Linked DNA regions of Mus musculus: all the other regions are linked to region 5. A link is a contact called in public HiChIP or PLAC-seq and promoter capture Hi-C data. All regions are on one chromosome and are shown on one strand. The core of a region is the stretch at or near the end of the contact, and the rest is flanking DNA. Distances in the headings are between cores, read along the strand shown. Region 1 holds the start of Qtrt1 (queuine tRNA-ribosyltransferase catalytic subunit 1). Region 2 holds the start of Ap1m2 (adaptor protein complex AP-1, mu 2 subunit). Region 3 holds the start of Cdkn2d (cyclin dependent kinase inhibitor 2D). Region 4 holds the start of Acp5 (acid phosphatase 5, tartrate resistant). Region 5 holds the start of Kank2 (KN motif and ankyrin repeat domains 2). Region 6 holds the start of Zfp809 (zinc finger protein 809). Region 7 overlaps Dnm2 (dynamin 2).

Evidence for each region. Promoter capture Hi-C pulls out the DNA fragments that hold promoters and counts their contacts. HiChIP or PLAC-seq counts read pairs in DNA pulled down with a chosen protein or histone mark. Capture Hi-C pulls out chosen DNA fragments and counts their contacts.
Region 1: a contact with region 5 is called in a promoter capture Hi-C map of second pharyngeal arch cranial neural crest. The contact joins the promoter of Qtrt1 here to the promoter of Kank2 in region 5. A contact is called at or near these places in 6 of 39 promoter capture datasets (cranial neural crest, frontonasal cranial neural crest, maxillary cranial neural crest and 3 more), 1 of 115 datasets of contacts at active chromatin or transcription factors (pancreatic cancer cells) and 1 of 9 other capture datasets (liver).
Region 2: a promoter capture Hi-C map of pancreatic islet shows a contact between it and region 5. The contact joins the promoter of Ap1m2 here to the promoter of Kank2 in region 5. A contact is called at or near these places in 2 of 39 promoter capture datasets (pre-B cells and stem cell-derived epiblast-like cells), 1 of 115 datasets of contacts at active chromatin or transcription factors (embryonic midbrain) and 2 of 9 other capture datasets (adipose tissue and pancreatic islet).
Region 3: a contact with region 5 is called in an H3K27ac HiChIP or PLAC-seq map of embryonic stem cells, with 3 times the contacts expected there. The contact joins the promoter of Cdkn2d here to the promoter of Kank2 in region 5. A contact is called at or near these places in 1 of 484 Hi-C or Micro-C datasets (embryonic stem cells) and 2 of 115 datasets of contacts at active chromatin or transcription factors (embryonic stem cells and pancreatic cancer cells).
Region 4: a contact with region 5 is called in a promoter capture Hi-C map of pancreatic islet. The contact joins the promoter of Acp5 here to the promoter of Kank2 in region 5. A contact is called at or near these places in 2 of 39 promoter capture datasets (hippocampal neurons and liver), 1 of 115 datasets of contacts at active chromatin or transcription factors (pancreatic cancer cells) and 2 of 9 other capture datasets (embryonic stem cells and pancreatic islet).
Region 6: a contact with region 5 is called in a promoter capture Hi-C map of pre-B cells, with 2.9 times the contacts expected there. The contact joins the promoter of Zfp809 here to the promoter of Kank2 in region 5. A contact is called at or near these places in 2 of 39 promoter capture datasets (hematopoietic stem and progenitor cells and pre-B cells) and 1 of 115 datasets of contacts at active chromatin or transcription factors (embryonic stem cells).
Region 7: a contact with region 5 is called in an H3K4me3 HiChIP or PLAC-seq map of embryonic stem cells, with 5 times the contacts expected there. The contact joins the enhancer-like site here to the promoter of Kank2 in region 5. A contact is called at or near these places in 1 of 39 promoter capture datasets (pre-B cells), 3 of 115 datasets of contacts at active chromatin or transcription factors (embryonic stem cells, microglia and pancreatic cancer cells) and 1 of 9 other capture datasets (adipose tissue).

Annotation. Positions count from the first base shown.
Region 1 is chr9:21,410,183-21,413,086 of GRCm38.p6, reverse strand. Qtrt1 (queuine tRNA-ribosyltransferase catalytic subunit 1) reads right to left here and starts at 1,250. Exons shown (of 10, transcript NM_021888.2): 1 at 990-1,250; 2 at 786-854; 3 at 556-694. The coding sequence starts at 1,232. Gm16853 (predicted gene, 16853) reads left to right here and starts at 1,367. Exons shown (of 5, transcript NR_045742.1): 1 at 1,367-1,640.
Region 2 is chr9:21,310,848-21,313,697 of GRCm38.p6, reverse strand. Ap1m2 (adaptor protein complex AP-1, mu 2 subunit) reads left to right here and starts at 1,365. Exons shown (of 11, transcript NM_009678.2): 1 at 1,365-1,491. The coding sequence starts at 1,450.
Region 3 is chr9:21,289,224-21,292,476 of GRCm38.p6, reverse strand. It overlaps Cdkn2d (cyclin dependent kinase inhibitor 2D), which reads left to right and starts at 1,268. Exons shown (of 2, transcript NM_009878.3): 1 at 1,268-1,668; 2 at 3,145-3,253. The coding sequence starts at 1,528.
Region 4 is chr9:22,130,565-22,133,356 of GRCm38.p6, reverse strand. Acp5 (acid phosphatase 5, tartrate resistant) reads left to right here and starts at 1,492. Exons shown (of 5, transcript NM_001102404.1): 1 at 1,492-1,620.
Region 5 is chr9:21,797,096-21,800,162 of GRCm38.p6, reverse strand. Kank2 (KN motif and ankyrin repeat domains 2) reads left to right here and starts at 1,617. Exons shown (of 12, transcript NM_145611.4): 1 at 1,617-1,681.
Region 6 is chr9:22,224,250-22,227,165 of GRCm38.p6, reverse strand. Zfp809 (zinc finger protein 809) reads right to left here and starts at 1,454. Exons shown (of 5, transcript NM_001164624.1): 1 at 1,334-1,454. The coding sequence starts at 1,336.
Region 7 is chr9:21,455,942-21,458,733 of GRCm38.p6, reverse strand. Dnm2 (dynamin 2) reads right to left here. Exons shown (of 21, transcript NM_001253893.1): 2 at 1,158-1,231. Among named protein-coding and RNA genes, the nearest start is that of Gm46104, 8.4 kb to the left of the region's middle. Within about 2 kb of position 1,268, at least 43 of the 459 cell types and tissues checked have an H3K27ac peak or open chromatin away from gene starts, as enhancers often do. A contact at or near this core is called in embryonic stem cells and microglia, where this site is marked.

The sequences.
Region 1 (2,904 bases), core at 1-2,500, 390 kb after region 5:
AATTCTACTACTGCCAGCTTTGACATCCAACTTTTTCTCTCTGTTGTTTTCAAGACAGGGTTTCTCTGTGTAGTCCTGGCTGTCCTGGAACTCACTTTGTAGACCAGGCTGGCCTCAAACTCAGAAATCCGCCTGGCTCTGCCTCCCAAGTGCTGGGATTAAAGGTGTGCGCCACCCCCCACCCTCCTTTTTAAAGTGTTTGTTTTGTTTGTTTGCTGTAGTGAGGATCTAGACCAGGACACTGGCAAAACACTCTAATTAACTCTTGCACATGCCCAACACAGGACCTATTCTTTATCCTTCTTTTCTTTTTTTTCTTTTTTTTTTTTTTTGGTTTTTCGAGACAGGGTTTCTCTGTGTAGCCCTGGCTGTCCTGGAGCTCACTTTGTAGACCAGGCTGGCCTCGAACTCAGAAATCTGCCTGCCTCTGCCTCCCGAGTGCTGGGATTAAAGGCATGCGCCACCACGCCCGGCTATCCTTATTTTCGTTAGGTGAAAGAGTCCAAATTCAAAGACGATCCAAACCATACGTGGCGTTCGAAGCCCTCCTCTTACCCAGAGCATTCTGGATCTCCACCGACCTCTCTGGGCTCAAAAGTGTCTCTTCTCCATCGTAGGGCGAGCGGAAGTGGACGCCCTCCTCCGTCACCTCGGACAGGGAGAAGAGGGACACCATCTGGAAGCCGCCGCTATCCTGGGGAGACCCCGCAGCGAAGCTGTCAGGAGATTGAGACTGGGGACCTCTCACCTCAACGCAGCGCCCGAGGGCGGCAACCCCAACTCACCGTCAGCAGATTGTGGGGCCAATTCATGAAGCCGTGAAGACCCTGGGCTTTCCGGATCAGCTCCGGTCCCTGTGAGGGAGAAAAAGTTAGCGGTGCCCGCAGCTCCACGGCCAGGTGTGGGTGAGCCCCGGCACTGTGGGCCTTACTCAACAGACTTTTCCAAAGACCCCCTCGCCACCCACCCCCCAGATCGAATCCACACACCGGCCTCAGCCCCAGATGGTAGGTGTTGCCCAAGCAGATGCGGCAGCCCAGGGAGTCCAGCTGCTCCGTGGTGATACCCTTCATGGTGGCCTGTGTACCCACAGGCATGAACACAGGGGTGGCTACCGTTCCATGCGGCAGCCGCAGCTCACCCGCCCGAGCTCCGGAGCGACTGCACTCAGCGACCAGCCGCATTATTCGTGGAGCGGACTCAAGCGAACCTGGGCTGCCTACCGCCGCCATTTTCAGTCCCGGAACCACGTGGCCTGAGACCACAGAGGACAGCGCCGAGGTGCCCCGAATCACGTGATCTGAGAGCTATAGGGAACCATAGCAACTGACGCCACACCCTCCACACGCTTGGGTGCTCTACTTCCAGATCCCATAGCTGTCACCGTTCTAAGGCCCAGTGCCATGGCTTACCGAGTGAAGATACACAGCGCCAAGCCCGATGACCTGTCTCTGGGATCTACAAGACAGCCATTCAAATTCGCATGGGCGTACATACAATAAATGTATTTTAAACACTCCAAGACATGTTTTTCTGCTGTATAAAATACAACAGCCGGATATGATAACTCATCAGGAATCTCAAGATTTCAGAGGCTGAGGAAAAAGGATTATGTGCAGTTGGAGATCGACACCGGCACAGTGAGTTTCCTGCCAGCTTGGGCTACAGAGAGATCTCATCTCACAAAAAGGGAGGGGAAAAAAAGATGGAGCCAAGCCTGTTATTGTACTCCTTTGATACAAGGAAAGGTAGAGGCAGGTGGATCTCTGTGAGCCTATATAGCAAGCTCCAGGAAAGTTAGGGCTATATTGTGAACTACCTCAAAAAACAAGCAATAAAAAAGGCACTGTAGGGCACTACTGCAATCCCAGCACTTGGGAGGCAGAGGCAGGCAGATTTCTGAGTTCCAGGACAGCCAGGGTTACATAGAGAAGCCCTGTTTCAAAAAGCAACAACAACAAAAAACCCTAGCCAGACAAACAAAAAAACCTGATGGCTCAGCAGTTAAGAGCACCGACCGCTCTTCCAGAGGAACTGGATTCAATTCCCAGCACCCACATGGCAGCTCACAACTGTCTGTAATGCCGAAATCTGACATACATGCAGGCAAAACATCAATGCACATAAAATTATTTTTTAAAAAAAATCAGGGCTGGAGAGATGGCTCAGCGGTTAAGAGTACTGACTGCTCTTCCAGAGGTCCTGAGTTCAATTCCCAGCGACCACATGGTGGCTCACAATCATCTGTAATTGGATCCAATGCCTTCTTCTGAAACAGTGGCAGTATACTCAAATACAAAAAAAATCAAAAGCCGGGCGTGGTGGCGCACGCCTTTAATCCCAGCACTCAGGAGGCAGAGGCAGGCGGATTTCTGAGTTCGAGGCCAGCCTGGTCTACAAAGTGAGTTCCAGGACAGCCAGAGCTACACAGAGAAACCCTGTCTCAAAAAACAAAAAAACAAAACAAAAAAAAATCAAAATAGGGGCTAATGAGCACGTACCCAGAGGACATGGTACTCCTAGCACACACAGCCCCCTGTAACTCCATTTCCAGTGGATCTGATGTCCTCCTCTGACCAGGCAGGTAAGATGGTAGCACACCCACATTCAGGCAAAATACTTAAATACACAAAATAAATCTTTTAAACAAAAACAACCCAACTTTCTCCCTGGCATGCACAAGGCTCTGGGTTGAGTCCTCTGCACACATACTCACATAGCATACTCTTCATACATGTAGTCACTAACAATAGTCTGTCATTCTGTGTTCATTTACTAAGGACCTAGCATGTAGTCAGGCGCTCAGTCATTTTTTTGTCAAAGGATTCCTATCATTACAAAAAGAAATCTAATGCCCAGAAACTTGACCCTATTACTTTATTCAATGAGGGAGGTGTGTGTGTG
Region 2 (2,850 bases), core at 116-2,615, 490 kb after region 5:
TGTCAAAACAACCAGAATAAGAGAATTGTGGCCTGATAACCCGGCTGTGTGGCCCTGAGACTGTCTGTGCTCTGCTTCCTCCCAGGTGGTGGCTGATAAGCTCTTCACACAGGCCCTCTGCTTTAGGACAATTGCCTTGGGAGATCCTCATAGCTGCATCTGGACTCCCGGCCTGTTAAAGGTCAGAGCCCGCACCGATGCCCAAACGGGCTTTGTCGCCCCCTGGCGGCTGCACAGGAAACGTTTCTTCCACAGCGGAGCGTCATGTAGATGGCTAGGCTAAGGTTTAGAGTGGGTTTTTTTCCCCATCACCTTCCGCAAAACGGTATCCCAGCAATGGGGAAGCAGAATGATCTTGAGTTTAAGGGTAGCCTGGGATATTAAAAAAAAAAGAATGAAATTAGAAAACGGAAAACAAAGTCAGACATGTTGGTTCGTGACTAATCACAGAACTTGTAAGGCTGAGGCCAGTCTGGACCACACAATGAGCTCCAGGCCATCCGGGCTATCTCAACCTTTCTTCTAGATTTTTTTTTTTTTTTTTTTTTTTTATGGTTTTTCGAGACAGGGTTTCTCTGTATAGCCCTGGCTGTCCTGGAACTCACTCTGTAGACCAGGCTGGCCTCGAACTCAGAAATTCGCCTGCCTCTGCCTCCCGAGTGCTGGGATTAAAGGCGTGCGCCACCGCCCGGCTTCTTCTAGAATTAATAACACAAAACAAATAAACAACACGAGCGAAGCATGGTGGCGCCTTTAATCCCAGCACTCGAGAGGAAGACGCAGGTGGACTCGAGGCCAGCTATGGCTACACAGAGAACTCTGTTTTGAAAAAAATATATACAACTAGCAGCAACAGCAATACTAATAATAACAACAGAAACAACGAAACAATTAAAATGTTTAGTGTGAGAAGGATTAACACTACTGAACATCTAGTGGTGGGCACCGGGTCACACATAGAAAAAGGGCCAAGTCCTGTTGAAACTGGTATGTGTGGGTGAGAGAACAAGTTACATAGACACACGAACAGGCTGATGCCCTGGTGGGTGGATGGATGCTTGATTGGGTGGATACGTGTATGTATGGGTGGGTTAATGTAGATGTGAATGTGTATACGTATGTGGAAGGGGGTGATGGATGGATGTGTGGGTGGGTGGGTGAGTGGAAGCGGAGCGTGAATGGATACATGGGTAGGCGGATGCGAGGATCGATGGAGAACTTGAGACAGGACAGCAGTCGCGGCTCCTGGACCAGCCTTGGCATTTGCCGCCGACCGTGCCTCTCACCTGGCGGCCTCCCCTTTAAGACGCATTCACCTGGCGGCCTCCCCTTTAAGACGCGCTCACCTGGCGGCTCACCTGGGCGAAGGCGCTTCCGCAGGAAGAAGGAAGCCGCAGCGCTGCCGCCTCTGCAGCTCGCTCTCGCCTCCTAGCTTCACGGACTGCCACCATGTCGGCCTCGGCAGTCTTCATTCTGGACGTCAAGGGCAAGGTGAGGCAGAGGGCGAGGGATCGAGGTACTCCGGGCGAGTCCGCGGGCCTAGGGCTCAGGACCAGGAGCCGGGAACCCGTCCTCTCCAGCCGTCTGTGGCAAGGGGCTTCACCTCTCTTAGAGTCATTTTCCGTGTTTGTAAAATGAGATGCCCACCATCTGAGCGCCCTGAACCAGTGAGCACAGTCCTTCTGCAACCCTGGGGCTCAAAAATGCGCCAAGTGTAACTCTCTGGCTATCCTAGCAAGCTTCTCCAGTGTCGATCAGAGCGGTAGAGATGAAAACAAGAGCCCTGTAATGCAATGACAGCCTGGTCATGTGCCTCAGTGGGCAGCTGGCTGGCCTAGCACACAGACCTAGGTAATGGTCCCAGCGCACTGCATAAGCAGCCATAATTCCAGCACTTGGAAGGTGGAGGCAGAAGGATCAGGAAATCAAGGGAGTTTGAATCGGGCCTGAGCTATGTGTGAGTGACACCCTCACTGTCTCAAAAACAAAACAGGCTCAACAAGCCCAGGCACCGGCTGCCTAAGCCTGGCGACCTGAGTTTAAGTCTCAAACCCAAGTGAAAGGGAATGGAGACCACACACACACAGACACCACACAGACACACACACATACAGACACACACACACACACACACACACACACACACACCAGGCATCAGCATGCTCCCTCACACACTATGCACACAGAAAATAATAGTGCCTGTGAAAAGAAGCTAGCAATAACGACAAGGGGGTCAGGTGTCCTACCATGCACCTGTCATCCTAGCTACTCTGGAAGCCGAGTCAGAGGGATGACCTGAGCTCAGGAGGGCAAGGCCAGCCTGGGCTACAATAGCAAGACAAAACAAAGAAATAGAATAACCTTGAACAAGAACAGCTTAGGAAGGGAGGTTCAGCTCCACTTCTCTGCTTTTTGTGGACATAGTTTAAAACCTCAACTCCTTCAGCCTGGAAAGTGGAGACAAAGACACCTGCCTCAAGGCTGAGAGGTGACAGGCACTGAAACTCCTCAGCAAAGATTCTTCCTCCTCTTCCTCCTCTTCCTCCTCTTCCTCCTCTTCCTCCTCTTCCTCCTCTTCCTCCTCTGTGTGTGTGTGGGCGGGGGGGGGGGGTAGGTGGGGTGGAACCCAAGCTAAGCCAGCACACTGGCACTAAATTACATCTTTTAAATATTTATTTATTTATTTATTTATTTATTATATGTAAGTACACTGTGGCTATCTTCAAACACTCCAGAAGATGGCATCAGATTTCATTACGGATGGTTGTGAGCCACCATGTGGTTGCTGGGATTTGAACTCAGGACCTTTGGAAGAGCAGTCTGCACTCTTAACCGCTGAGCCAGCTCTTC
Region 3 (3,253 bases), core at 19-2,518, 510 kb after region 5:
ATGCACTTGGGAGGCAAAGGCAGGCAGGTGAAGAACAGTCTGGCCTACATAGGGAGTTCTAGGACAGCCAGAATTACATACTAAGACCCTATCTTGAAAAACGTAGAAAAATCTAAAAGAGAATTATTACAATATGTGGCTATTTGATTGTCTATATGTGCACCATGTTGGTATAGGTCAGAAGAGGGTGTTGGATCTCTGAAGCTGGAGTTACTGATGGCTAAACTGTCACATGGTTGCTGATATTGAATCCTAAATCTTCTACAAAAGCATTGATCCATCTTTCAGGTTCTATAAATAAATAAATAAATAAATAAATAAATAAATAAATAAGTAAATAAATTAAAGGAGACCATCTTGGTAGCCCATTCCTTTAATCCCAGCACGAATGGCAGAGGAGGCAGGTGGATTTTGAGTTCAAACAGATCAAATAAGTTTCAGGCCAGCCAAGGCTACACAGAGAGACCCTGCCGCAGAAACATAAAAACAAACAAAAGTCGGGCGGTGGTGGCCTTTAATCCCAGCATTTGGGAGGCAGAGGCAGGCGGATTTTTGAGTTCGAGGCCAGCCTGGTCTACAGAGTGAGTTCCAGGACAGCCGGGGATACACAGAGAAACCCTGTCTCGAAAAAACCAAAACCAGCCAACCAAACAAAAATGTTAGAAGGCACCGCGCTTTACCACTCAGAAGCCGTTCCTTTAACCCAGCAGTCGAATGAATGAACTAAGCTCCGAGTTTCACAGTAAGAGCTTGCTTATTAGCATTTCCGCGGTCCGTGAATGACTAAAATGTTCCAGTTATAGGAGTTTCCAGTCCTGCCTCCCTTCCTCCCGGAGGCGCTAAAGATCCAAGATGGGCCCGCGCCAGCCTGTCTCCAGCCTCTCCGCTGGGGTCAGTTAAACCTCCTCCTCTTTCCCGCCCGCCCGCCGGTTTTGAAAAACCAAAATTCCTGCTGTGGCGGGCAGCTCCACTGGTCGCTGCACGCTGACCAATCAGGAGCCACGCCACTGCTACGGGAGAGACAAACCTCCCCAGCAACGCGTGCTGATTGGCTGTTATTCCCAGCAGGCGGGACTAATGGAGGTCGGGCTCTGGGCAAAGTGGCTCTCGCTACTCTGTTGCGAGTTTGTAAGAAAACAAGGGCGCTCTGGGCGGGGCCTGGGGCGGGCTTGCCTCGCCCACTAGCGGCTGACTCTGGCGGCCAGTACAGTGCCGGCTCAGAGCAGACCCCGCCCGCGCAAGGAAAGGAGGGAGGGTGAGTCTGGGGAGACCCGGCCCAAGGGGCGGGCGCCGAAGGGCTGGGCGGGGTTCCCCGCTGCCTCTCTCGGTGACAGGGGGAGGAGCTAGCTGCGAGCGCTGGGGTCGTACGGGCGGAGGGCGCAGGCTCTGAGGCCGGCAAATGATCATAGAGTTGGCCCTGGTGGCACCGCAGTCCCTAGAGTTCTGATCCAGCTCTTGCTGGTTCCCCAGCCCTGACCTTAACTGGGCTTGGGGCTGGGTGGGTTTCACAGTCCACCGGTATCCACTATGCTTCTGGAAGAAGTCTGCGTCGGCGACCGGTTGAGTGGCGCAGCGGCCCGTGGCGACGTGCAAGAGGTCCGCCGCCTTCTTCACCGGGAGCTGGTGCATCCTGACGCCCTGAACCGCTTTGGCAAGACGGCCTTGCAGGTGAGGCCTGGCTGGCACCCGGCCCCCACACCCCATCCCTACAAGTCTCCTGACCCGGGTTGGTGATCCCTTAAGGTTTAGTCCTTGCTTGCTCTGATGTTGGGTGGGTGGTGAGGATGCGATGGGGGAGGGGATGGCTTTTCAGCTCTTGTCTAATAGCCTGACAGATTCAGTTTCCCTGCAGACCTTTATTCTGTGGGTTCATCTTCTTTTCGTGCCAGTCCTTGAGGACAGCTCATATTTCTTGAGGCTCCTTAAAGATATTCGATCTCTGGAAGATGGCATGCATGTCTTCTCCAAGGGAGATAGCCTTTTTTTTTTTTTTTTTTGAGGTGCCCTCTTGAAGGATCTCTGGTTATTTCAGGGACATCTTCATTTCGGCAGGTGATGTAGATTTTTTCCCCTTTTGTATCTTCTGCGTGCCTAGTAACAAAAACGATTCCTTATTGCTTGAAGGTCCCGTAATTTGGGTGGCATTTATAGGAGAGTCCCACCTTTTCATGGGTACTCATACATTCTGAAGATCATGCCTATGTCTAAGGAAGTTATTTCTCGACAAAGGGGATCCAAATTGTCTAGAGCATCTCTTTCTCAAAAATTCTATGTAGTTCCCAGATTGTAGTGTTGAAGGGGCTTTACAGCCCTAATGATATGGGACTGCTCTGGCCTCAAAGAGGCTTTAGACGCCTTCCTGGTTCTCTCTCTCTCTCTCTCTCTTCAAGACAGGGTTTTTCAGTGTAGCCCTGGCTGTCCTGAAACTCACTCTGTAGACCAGGCTGGCCTTGAACACAGAAATCTGCCTGCCTCTGCCTCCCGAGTGCTGGGATTAAAGGCGTGCGCCACCACTGCCTGGCCCGGTTCCCTTTCTCATCCATTCTCTTTACTTCTCTTGCTTCTTCATTTTCTTTTTTTATTTCTGAGACAAAGTCTCACTTTGCATCTCAGACTGGCCTTGAACTTGAGACTGTCCTCCTGCCTGAGCCTCTGAGGTCCTGGGATTATGAAAGCGTCACTATGCCTGGCTTTTTAATGTTTTCATGAGAGTCACTTTTATAGTTAGGGCTTTTTGTTGTTGTGTTGTTGTTCTTAAGAGAACTTTGGGCTACACAGTAGTGACACAAATTAATCCAGCACTTAATCTTTAATCCCAGCACTTGGGAGGCAGATGCAGGTGGATCTCTGAGAATTTGAGACCAACCTGGTCTACAGAGAGAATTCCAGGACATCCAGAAAGACATCCTGTCTCCGACAAGGATGGGGGTGGGGCTTAGAAGGTGTGTGTGTGGGGGTGTCCTTATTTTCAAAGAACCTGTTCTCTGGGGTCCCAGTCTGATCCCTTGGGTCCTGACTTTCCTGGGGGCGTCCCCATTCCCTAAGGATCCCTTCTCTGTGCTCTGGATTTGTGGTAGACCTCTTTATTCTACCTGACCCTTCTCCAATGGGAACCTCCTGACTTTCTCCTCCCCACCCCCATAGGTCATGATGTTTGGAAGTCCAGCAGTTGCTTTGGAGCTCCTGAAGCAAGGTGCCAGCCCCAATGTCCAAGATGCCTCCGGTACTAGTCCTGTGCATGATGCGGCTCGCA
Region 4 (2,792 bases), core at 243-2,742, 330 kb before region 5:
GCCTTCGGAGGCCTGCAGAGGCATCAGTTGACCTGGAGCTGAAGTTACAGGCAGTTGTGAGCCTCCCCGCATGTGTCCTGGGAACCAAACCTGGTCCTCTGCAAGAGCAGTGTACAGTTATGAGTGCACTGGGCTATGTGAGAGATAACCACTGGAGCAGTGTACAGTTATGAGTGCACTGGGCATGTGAAAGATAGCAACCCCTGGGATTATGTTCTTTTTCTCAGGAATTCATTTTTTGGGGAAGTGTATTTTTTAGACAGGATCTCACACTTTAGCCCAGGCTGACCCAGTCCTCCCTATTTAGCCCAGTTGTCTCAAACTCACTCCAATCCTCCTGCCATTAACAGACATGATCTACCACACCAGGACTCTTTAAATCTTTATTACATTTATTTACTTACTTATTATTGGTAGGGCAACAACCCGGATGTGGAGGTCAGAGGACAACTTTTGGGAGCCGGTGCTCTCCTTCCGGAAACCTGATGGAACTCAGGCTCTCAAGTCTTGCCAGAAAGTGCCGCTCTGAGCCATCTCGAAGGCCCATCGCCAGACTTTATTCTTTGGGATTCCTTTGTTGTTCTGTTTAGGTTTTGTTTTGGTTTTAGAGACAGGGTTTCTCTGTGTAGCTGTGGATATCCTGGAACTTGCTATATAGATCAGGCCGCCTTTTAACTCAGAGATCTGCTTCCGCCTCTCGAGTGATGGGATTAAAGAAGTGAGTCCCATTCTGGCCCAGCTTTATTTTGTGGAATTCTAAGGACAACCTATTTATTTATGAATGAGACAGTCTCAGGTCTTGAACTTGCTATGGAGCTGAGATTTATCATGAACTCTTGACCCTCTGACCTCCACGGCCCAGGGTTACACTGCGCACCTGGTGTATACCGGCCTGCGTCTGTGACCTAGGGCTTCGTACGTGTTGGCACGCACTCTACCAACTGAGTCACACCCCAGCCTCCCTGCAAACCGGCAAAATTTCTTGTTTGAAATAACAGGAAAGACCTGCAGTGTGCGGAAGAGGATGGCTTTGCTCCGCCCCTCTGGGTCCCTCTCTGCCTAAATTCCTTCTCTCCCGATCAATCTTGAAGGCCTGTTTTACAGGTGGCTGTTATCTGGCACAGATAGCTCAGTCAAATCCCCTCCTCCGCCCCCCCGCGCGCCCCAAACCCACTGCTGGGATGGAACCCGAGCCGCTCTGGGGCCAAGCAAGCCCTCCACCGCTGACCTGCCACCAGCCTGGTATCTTCTCACCCATTTTAAAGACCGGGAGACCGAGCCTGGCTCAGTCCGGGGCTGGACCTCCCCTGCGCGGCCACCAGAGGCTGTGAGCACCCCAAAAGTCGAAGGCAGGTGGTATTGAAATCAGGTCCCGGGTCTCCCTTAACTCCTGGGACTCTGAACCTTGGAGGCGAGGCGCCAGGTAATGGCTGAGGCAGGATTGGGGCGGGGAAACCGAGGCACCCGCCCTCTGCAACTCTGGACTCTGTAGGGCAGGCAGGGAGCCGTGGGCGAAGGCTGGCCCGCGCCGCCTCTTCCCAACTCGTGCAGCCCGGAGCGACCCGCCGCGAATCCGCAGCTCAGTTGGGTAGCACAGCTTGTCCTGGACCCACCGCCAAGGTGAGACTCGCCCGCCAGGCCCTTGCTCTGCCTCCCACGGGGGAGGGGGTCTCTGTCTGTTGGGGCCACCCCACTTCCTTCCTGTTCGCCTCTACTGAGAGGTGCGAGTGGGGAATGCAAGGCAAACTCTTCGCTGGGTGACCTGGGGTGAGTCGCTGACCCTCTCTGAGCCTTTATGCAAAGCACGGAACGAGAGATTCCAGAATCCGAGCTTGCAGGGACCGGAGGGGTTGGTGGTGAGTGTTCAAGGAAGGAGTCTGGAAAGATTGGGCGGCTTGTGAAGTTAAGGAGGGAGGGGAGGAGGTGGGAAGCTGGCCACACCCACCACAGCGCTGGGCTCTGCGGTCGAAACAGCCTGCAGCTGACTGCTGTAGGTGCCAAGGTCAAAAGGCTACAGCCAGCCACGTGGTGTGTGCCTTCTGGAAGTTCCTTAGGCTGGAAACCGGGTGTGGGAAAGGCCATGGAAGAGTGTGGACAGAACTTCCTGGAAAAGGCAGTTATTGCTGCTGTTTATGATGGCGAGGGGGAACTCGGAGACAGTCCCACACTTAGATGACTCCAGATACACAATTTGCACTAGGACTTACAAAACACAGAGGAGACAGGGGGCTGTTACATGGGCGCCACAGAGGAATTATTTAGGCCTGTAATTCCAACACTTGGAAGTGGCTCATCTTTGGCTACCCAGGGAGGAAGTTAGGGATAGCCTGGGCTTCTTGAGACACTGTCTCAAAACAAAAACAAAAAAAAAAAAATAATTGGAGTGTATGTCACAGGCAAGCCACTGAGGTTCCCATGCTAGAGTCGAGACACCCACCCAGAAAAAGTGACAGCGAGTTACAGACAGCCAAGGGTGTGAAAACACAGACGTTCAGCCTAGAACAGCCTCAGTGCAGTGAACAGTCAAACTCGGGACCTACAGATGCCCAGTACACATTACCATCAGACCCTGGCTGACTGTGCTGGCTTCGAGAAACTTTTCACGGCTCAGTCTGGCCTGGGTGCCCCCGCCCCAGCCCCATTTCCAGTTCTGGGGAAGTCCAGTGCTCACATGACCCAAGGGGAGGGCTTCTGGACAATCCTCGGAGAAAATGCATCATCTTTCCCAATGATGCACTTCTGCCCCAGAGAATAAAGACTCGGTGATCACCGCTTTTGGTCCAGGAGCTTAA
Region 5 (3,067 bases), core at 368-2,867:
CAGTTGACATGGCCCCTGCCCTGGGGGCAGTGACGTTCATTCAGTGGGAGAAGAGAACACACTCACATTGTAACATGGCCATGGGAAAGAGTGTTTCCTGTGTGCGAGGTCACGTGTGTCCACCTGTGGTGAGGGTTTGCGTGTGCAAGCGTGTGATGTACGAGTATTCCTCAGTCTCTCCACTTTTTGTTTTGTGTTTACTTTGCTTCCCAGCCTGGCCTTGAACTCACAAAGACCCATCCACCTCAGCCTCAGCCTTTTCTACTAAGTGCTGGGATTAAATGGTTTATCATTTTTAATTGTATTTTTTTCTCCTCTTTCTCTCTTTCTGTCTGTCTGTATGTTTGTGGGTGCATGGGTGCCATGACACACATGTGGAGTCAGAGGACAGTTTGCAGAACTCAGTTCTCCCCTTCCACTGTATAGATCGCAGGCATTGAGCTTTCAGGCTTGCAGCAGGCACCTTCGTCTTGACATCTGACGAGCCTCCCCTTGGTCATCCACTTATTTTTTGAGACAGGTCTCATTGAACCTGGAGTTCATAGATGCAGCTAGGTTCACTGGCTGGTAAGCCCCAGCCATAGAGATCTGCCCAGCCCCCAGAATTCGGCTTACAGGTAAACTTGTGGGCCCAACTCTTATGTAGATGCTGGAGTTCGAACTCAGATCCTAGTTCACACCGGCAGGCAGTTTACCCACTGAGACATCCACCTGTCACGTGTGCTAAGCAGAGGCTTCCAGGAAGCTATATTTTTCCTCTTTCCTCCCCTTCCCTTCCTCTCTCTTTCTTTCTTTCTTCCTTTCTTTCTTTCCTGTTGTTTTGTCTTTAGTTTGTTTATTTTGAGACAGTCTCTCCTGGCTCAGAATTACTGGAGTAGAAGGTGACCTCTCTAGTACTTGATCGCCCTGGCTCCACATCTTTCATGTGCTGGGACTACAGGTGTGCAGTCCCGCTGTGAGAGTGGCTTCAGAAAGTCCAGTGCAAACAGAAGTTCATCTCTGGACTAGGGTGTAGTTTAGAGGCAGAGTGATTAGCATTCAGAGTCCTGGGGTCCATCCCCAACCTCACAAAATCAATAAACCACGCCCTGTGATTTGTGTCAGCCCAAGAGTAGTATGAAGGGAATTTTCTGAACACACTTAACAGATGGGTCATGTGATTGACCCCATTTTGCTGATGGGGAAACTGAGGCACAACTTCAATTTCAGGAGATTGGGGTGTGGGTGCTGCAATCTTAGAGTTTGGGTCGGCGGTCACGCCATGGTGCACCCGGCCTGCAGCTGGAAGACTTCCAGCTGCTGGCGGCCAACGGGGGAGGGGTGACCTCCAGTCGCCGCTACCGCACCCGCCCTCGAGCTGGGCTGCGGCCAGCTCCGCCCCCTGCAGCGTCCAGCTGCGAAGGGCGGGCACCAGGCTTGGAGAAGCGGGGACCCTGTCCGGAGGGCTGGTGGCCAGGAGCCGACTGAGACCCTAGGACGTGCTCAGGCCGCAGCGAGAGCGCGTGCACCCCCACGACCACCCTTCAACTTCGCCCCCAGGCCCCGCGGCCGAGGCGCCCGGGAGACTGGAGGGGCGTGGCTTTCTGGTGGGGGCGTGGCTACCGCGCTGGCTCCGCAAGCTTGCGGCGACTGAGGCGGAGCGGGCAGGACGCCTGGGACGGCGGAGGCTCGAGCGTGCCAGGCGAGTGGGACGGAGGGCTGATCGGGGTGGCGTGGGGTCCGGGCTACTCTAGGGGCACTATCAGGATTTCTAACCCACCTCCAACCCGAGGCTACAAGCTCGCACACTCTCTCTTAGCTGGTCCCTCTCAAGTCTTAACATCTGCGCCCAAACTTTGCAAACCGGAGCGTCTGGGTCCCCGCGCTCCTCTCCCCTCCCCAGCCCTGACCTGGGCCCTGCTTCCCTTGCCCCTAGCCCACCTCTATGCCTTTATCATTCCCTGCCTCTCTTCCTCTGCTCCGCCACTCTCGTCTAGCTCTGTCCCCTAACCTTCCCAGGTCCCCGCTCTCGCAGCTCCGGGTGGCCGGACCAGGCCCCTCAGCGGCGGGAAGGCATCCGGGCGTCCGGCCGGGCTGGGCCTGGCTGCTGGGCGGGTGTGGGGATCAGCAGATGTTTGCCATTAGACTGGGACCCCGCAGGCCCCGCCCCCTCCCCGCCCGGGGCGGGGTCCTCCTCACCCCCAACTTTAGGGGCGGAGGGAGCGCGGCAGGAAAACCCCCAGATCCCAGATTCACCCAGGCTGGTGGTGGGGGGGGGTGCACTCTGGGGAGACCCTGTGGCCCTTTCCTGGAAACTCCCACCTGTTGATTCTTCCAGCCTCCTTCCGCCTCTCTCATCCCGGGATCTTGTGGAGAGAGGGGCCTCCTCCGACTCCCGCCACGGAGTTACCAGCCTGAGGTTAGATAACGAGACCCGTAGACCTCCATCGCTCCATCTGGAGAGTAAGATGTATAGGGTCTAGGGGTGCTTTGGGCGAATCTGCCCCGTTTTAGGTTCAAGTCAGAGATCTGCCTGCCTCCGCCTCCCAAGTGCTGGGATTAAAGGCATGTGAGGCTACACTCAGCTTGCAAGATCTTTTTCCAAAAACATAAGCATGGCTGGGGATGGAGAACGTGGGCCTAGCATGTATGAAACCGGGGGTTCCACCCCAGAATGTATGGTGTGGTGTGGTGTAGCCAGCCACGCCAGCACTTATGAGGTGCAGGCTGGAGGATCAGGATTTCAGGGTCATCCCCAGCCACATAGTGAGTTTGAGGCCAGCCTGGGCTACAGGAAACTGCCTTAAATAACCAAACAAAACGGTGTGGTAATTATTCATTATTCATTCCACCTCAGTGCCCCTAGCCCAGGCTACCCCAATTCTGCTCCCTACTTCTGTGTCTCTCTTAAGTCCTCAGAAAATATTTTGGACTAACTTCCTGTCCTTGGAGGTTCTGAGGCTCCAGGCAGATGCAGAGCCAATTTTATCTACAACTGGTAACTGCATTTCAGGTGTTCATGCCAGCAAAGTGAGGGCAGAGACGTGAGGAGACACAAACTGGAGGGACAGAGCTATGGAGGGGAACT
Region 6 (2,916 bases), core at 205-2,704, 430 kb before region 5:
GGCATGCCCGAGTCCGTCTTGAAGCTAGGTCTCCCAGGTCTCCCGGTCGTAAAGAAAGGGAGGGAATAGGAACTGCTTCTGACGATCTTGGCTGACTCTTTGACCATCTGGCAGCCCGGCGCCTCCTGCTTGCCCCCCTTTCTATAGAGAGCATAGTTAAAAGCTGAAACATTAACCAGATGCATTGTCGACTCTGATAAGCCCCCGGCTTTAGAATTCTTATACGCCCCGGTACTACTCTGCTCACTACCGCGCCAATTCTTCCTAGACCCTACCCTATCAAAACCCTGAGTTTTTGAGTCTCAGGGTCGATTCCTCTGTCTCCTGAGTGAGATACGTATTGATTGACCCGGAGCTCGGCCATTAAAGCTGCCTCAAGAAGGTCTCTCATGTTTCTTTGGGTGACCCCGCGACCTGAGACTTGAGTGGGGGGCTCCTTCTTGGGGTCCTACAAGATGGCTCAGCGATTAAGAGCACTGACTGCTCTTCCAAAGGTCCCGAGTTCAAATCCCAGCAACCACATGGTGGCTCACAACCATCCGTAACGAGGTCTGACGCCCTCTTCTGGTGTGTCTGAAGATAACTACAGTGTACTTACATATAATAAATAAATAAATAAATCTTAAAAAAAAAAAAAAAAAAAAAAGAGCAACTCAGGGCCTGAAGAGATCTCACAGTCATACTGCTTCCCCCTTGCCTTCTGCTCCTCGGTACCACGTCACAGTCTGCACCACACACATCCAATGCGTGGCTATTCCTGTACCTCAGCAATTTTAAGATTAAGTCTATCAGATACTTTAAAACTACTGTTTAGGACAAGGAACTGAATTTTTATCTTCCCCACTTCCTCCAATTAATGCGCAAAAATATTTAATCCTCGGGGATCCTTTCAGACCCACTAGTCTCTCATCCATCCTAAGGATGGGTTCTATCAACATCTCCCAAGTCTATAAAGTTCCTGATTGGTGACAGCCAGGACACTGACAGGCCTATCCCAGAGTGACAGACAGATGGAGAGTCACCCCTACTAGACCCAGCTCCCTGCACCCAGCTTCCGAGAGTTTCCAGACAGGGCGCAGAGTTCCCCATCCCAACCTTGCAGGTAAACGGAAGCCCAGAGTTCCTAGTGTGACACCGGCGCTGAAGCGACCCAGCGGTCAGGCATTCCTGTCTCTTGCCTGTGGGTGGCAGAGCTGTGCAGGGCGTTGCAGCCAGCTCGAGTCCCCACGCATGGTCGGGGCGCGATAGGACGCTCCGGGGTGCCCTGAGCCCGCCCAGCCCCCATCCCACAGCCATCCACACCGGCTCCACAGGGACGCCGCGCCGAGCTCACCATGATGGGACTGGGAGCGTCCTGTGACTCGGTCTCCGCCACCAGCACAACTTCCCGCAACGGACGCCTGGGGACCACAGGACCCAAGATGGCAGGCTCAGACCTCCTCTGAACTTTCTAAATCCACCCCACTTCCTCATTTCAGAGCGGTCCTGTCACAGGGCCTGAGTGACAGTCAAAGTCACCAATCGATGACGGAAGGCGGGGCGTAGCAAAGGGCATAAGGCTGTCTGATCATACGGAAAGTCTTAGCGGACAGAAAAACGGTATCACAATAATTTATTTTAATTCCCGTGAAGTTTTCTTACTGTGATGTGATGTATGTGTCTCTGTGTGTGTCTCTGTGTTTCTCTGTGTGTGTGTGTGGCGCGGGGGGTGGGTGGGGGGTGCTGACCTGTGGATAAATGATAAGATTAAGCAACTCTGACCCAACCCAGACCGACTCTGACAAAACACATACCAGAAAAAAAAAAAAAAAAAAAAAAAAAAAAAAAGTGCTGGCTGAAGGCTACCTGGGCCCTCTGGGGAACGAAGGTACTCTCCAAGGATGACCCGATATCACCCAGCCAACCAGACAAAAGGTCTAGCCATCCATCACCAAGTGCCTAGAAGCTGTTACTGTAATCTGCCCTCTAAAAAAAAAAAAAAATGTATACGGTGCTTGTAAGCTAGAACCGGGATCGCCCCCTGTCTCTTGCTTGAGAGACTGCTGAAGATCGATCCCTGCGCACCAGAAAAAATAAACATAGATCTTGTCTCACTTGGGGTCTTCCAGCAGGTAAAGCCCCTCTGGGGCTTTACATGAGAAGCATTTTTTTTTTTTTTTTTTTGGTTTTTTTCGAGACAGGGTTTCTCTGTGTAGCCCTGACTGTCCTGGAATTCACTTTGTAGACCAGGCTGACTTGGAACTCAGAAATCCACCTGCCTCTGCCTCCTGAGTGCTGGGATTAAAGGCATGAGCCGCCACGCCCCGCTGAGAAGCAATTTTTTTCTTTTCTTTTTTTCTTTTCTTTTCTTTTTTTTTTTTTAAGATTTATTTATTATTATATCTAAGTACATTGTAGTTGTCTTTAGATGCACCAGAAGAGGGCGTCAGATCTCATTAAGAATGGTTGTGAGCCACCATGTGGTTGCTGGGGTTTGACCTCAGGACCTTTTGGAAGAACAGTCAGTGCTCTTAACCACTGAGCCATCTCTCCAGCCCGAGAAGCAATTTTTAACACAAAATTTAAAACAGTACTGCAAAACTTTTTTATTAAAACCACGGCTAATGCTCAGAGTAATGAGTTGCATTATGGCCCTTTCATGCAGATGTGTAATTATACTGTTTTCATTCATTCTGTATTAACATTCAGAGTATAATAACCAAATAGAAGACCAACAACATTTTAAATCTGTCATGTTGTAATATCCCAAATTAACGTGTAAGCCCCACCTGCCTGGGGACCAGGTACCTTCCTGGAATGCTGTAAGCTGTAGTTCCTGGAAAATAAGGAAACCCCATGGCAAAGAAAGTAGAGGGTAGCCTATGGGTTTTGTCTTTACAAACTCCTATAGCACGTGACCCTGGCCTATAGCACGTG
Region 7 (2,792 bases), core at 19-2,518, 340 kb after region 5:
TTGCCTCAAAAAGCCAAAAGGAAAAAGTGCAAAATAGGGATTTCTAAGGTGAGGTGGAACCCCTGAAGGCGATGAAAGCAAGCACAGGGATAGAGGTCAGGGCCTATGGCAGCAGAGCTGAGCACAAGCCTGATGGAAGAGGCAGCAGCCCATCCTGTGGTTGGCACACCAAACCAGCAGCTTACGCTGGAGCCTCCCCTCCACGCCTAACTGGTAGAATCAGGAGAACAACTGCAGGGCCCTGGAATGTCAGGCCGCACTGGATTGGCTGAGGATCCCAGGCCAGTGGCCCCCTAAAAACGCAGGTAACCTGGCTGGGCCTCAGTTCCCATCTGTAAATTCATTAACATGCCATACTGGGAGCAACTGGCAGCATGAGACTATGGATCAAGCCTCAAATACCAGGCACAGTGGTCCTTCCAGTTGGGGCTGGTCTATGACCATACAGAAAGTACAAGGCAGCAATTCTGGTTGCCAGGCAAGACTTCTCAAAAAAATAAAATAAACTAAAATAAATAAATCAGAAAGTAACTGTGGGCACCAGGTAGCCTGGTCCTGCCTGGGGACTCAGGGTTGTAGAAGGGTGTTCTTCAATTTATTGCTGCTGTTTGAAGACATGCTCTTCCGTAGCCCAAGGTGGCCCTGAGCTCTCTATGCATCACAGGATGACCTGGAGCGTCTAGCCCTTCTCACATTCCCGGTGCTGGGCTTACAGCTATGCACCTTCAGGCCAGGTTCATTCTGCTGGGCGGGGGGGGTGGGGGGGGTGGGGGGGTGGGGGTGGTGGTGGGGGGTGGTGGTGGTGGTGGTGGTGGTGGTGGTGGTGAAAGCAGGGCTTCCGACATGCCAGGGAGCTGTCCACGAGCTGCTACCTCTGCGTCCCTCGCTTTACTTATTATTTCTACTTTGTCTTGGTTTTGAATTTCTATTTCTCTTTTCTTTTTTTAAATTTTTTTTTTACAGATTTACTTATTTTATGTATGTGAGTACACTGTTGCTGTCTTCAGACACACCAGAAGAGGGCAACGGATCCCATTACAGATGGTTGTGAGCCACCATGTGGTTGCTGGGAATTGAACTCAGGACCTCTGGAAGAGCAGTCAGTGCTCTTAACCACCGAGCCATCTCTCCAGTCCCTGAATTTCTATTTCTCATACCTGTTTTGGAAAAGATGAGCTGCAGAATGAGAGGCCTCCGGGTGACAATTCCTGATCCTCGTGGAAGGAAGTCCCTGGGAGAAGAGAAAGCAGCAGAAATGACTCAGTGCTGCTGGTGACCACAGGCACTAGGCAACTGTTTCCTGCAAGTTTTAACAAACGCACCAACCCCAGCTGCGTTCCTGGAAAGCCCTCGGCTACCGAGGCTCTGCAGCCCAAGGTCTGCAGGGGACCTGAACTAAGTAGGAAGACACAGAGCTGTGTACACACAATCTGCTCTAGCACTTCCACTAAGCCCTCCTTGCATTGTATTTCAGACAATCTTGCCCATGGCAAAAGAGCCACAAGAAAGACTGGGGAAGGATCAAGTTCAAAGCCAACCGAACAAACAACCGCCAGTCACCCCAGTACCCTGGAAGCTGAGGCAGGCCAGACAGGACTACACAGCAAGAAGCTGTCTCAAAATAAAACAAGGGCTGGGGTGTGGCTCAGTTGGTAGAGAGCTTCCCCAGCAGGATTCCCAGCACGGAAGAAAATGGCCATGGTGGCTAATGCCTATACCAGCTAATGTAGAGGCCAAAAATCCCAAGTTAGGTCACCATCAGCACTGCTGCATGGCTGGCCCACAGTTATCCCTGTGTGGTCTCCCTAACTAGGTGTAAAAATTAGTATAGCTGCCAGGCATTGGTGGCGCAGGCCTTTATTCCCAGCACTCAGAGGCAGAGGCAGGTGTGAGTTCCAGGCCAGCCTGGTCTACAAAGGCAGAGGGGGGAGGGGAGAAGAGGGAGAGAAGAGTATGGCTGTCTTGGAGCCATGCACATCTTCTCAGACATGTGGCCCAGGTTACAAGCTACCACAGAGATAGACTTGAACCTGAACAGGCAAAGCTGATCTTTTGTGATAGGAATCAGGGCAAAGGCTTTTCCTTGGAGGAACAGGCAGGAAGACACACAACTGAACTTTCTTGGGAGGCAAAAATTAGCCTCAATGCTGATCTGTACGGTGATCAGCAGTTTTTGTTTTGTTTTGATTTAAAGTTATCAGAACAATCAGGGTGTGTATTTACGATGCATACTTAATTGTGTCTCTCAAGAAAGGTCACTAGCAGGGCATAGGAGATAGGAGGGTCAAAAAGTTCATTACTGCCGGGGCGTGGTGGTGCATGCCTTTAATCCCAGTACTCGGGAGGCAGAGGCAGGCGGATTTCTGAGTTCTAGGCCAGCCTGGTCTACAAAGGGCTACACAGAGAAACCCTGTGGGGGGGGGGGGGAAGAATTTGCAAATAGATACAGAGTGTCTGTGAATCCCAGGCTCAGGAAGAACTCTGGCTGAGTGGCTTCCAGAGACACAAGTGACAATCTGAGGGGCAGGAGGGAACTCGGAAGTAGGAGACTCAGAATGTCAAGGTTGACTTTGGCTACAACACAGGTGCCAGGTCAGCCTCATCAACTAGGGCTACAGCTCAGCAGCACAGCACCAGGCTAGCATGGGCAGCTAATGGCACCATCCCCAACACTGCAAAGGAATGAAAGACAGGAGAGGGGAGGAAGAAAGTCCACTGCCAGCAAGGCTGATGCCTGAGCTTAATGCCCAGGACTGAGATGGTGGAAAGAGAGAGCCAACCCACAAGTGGTC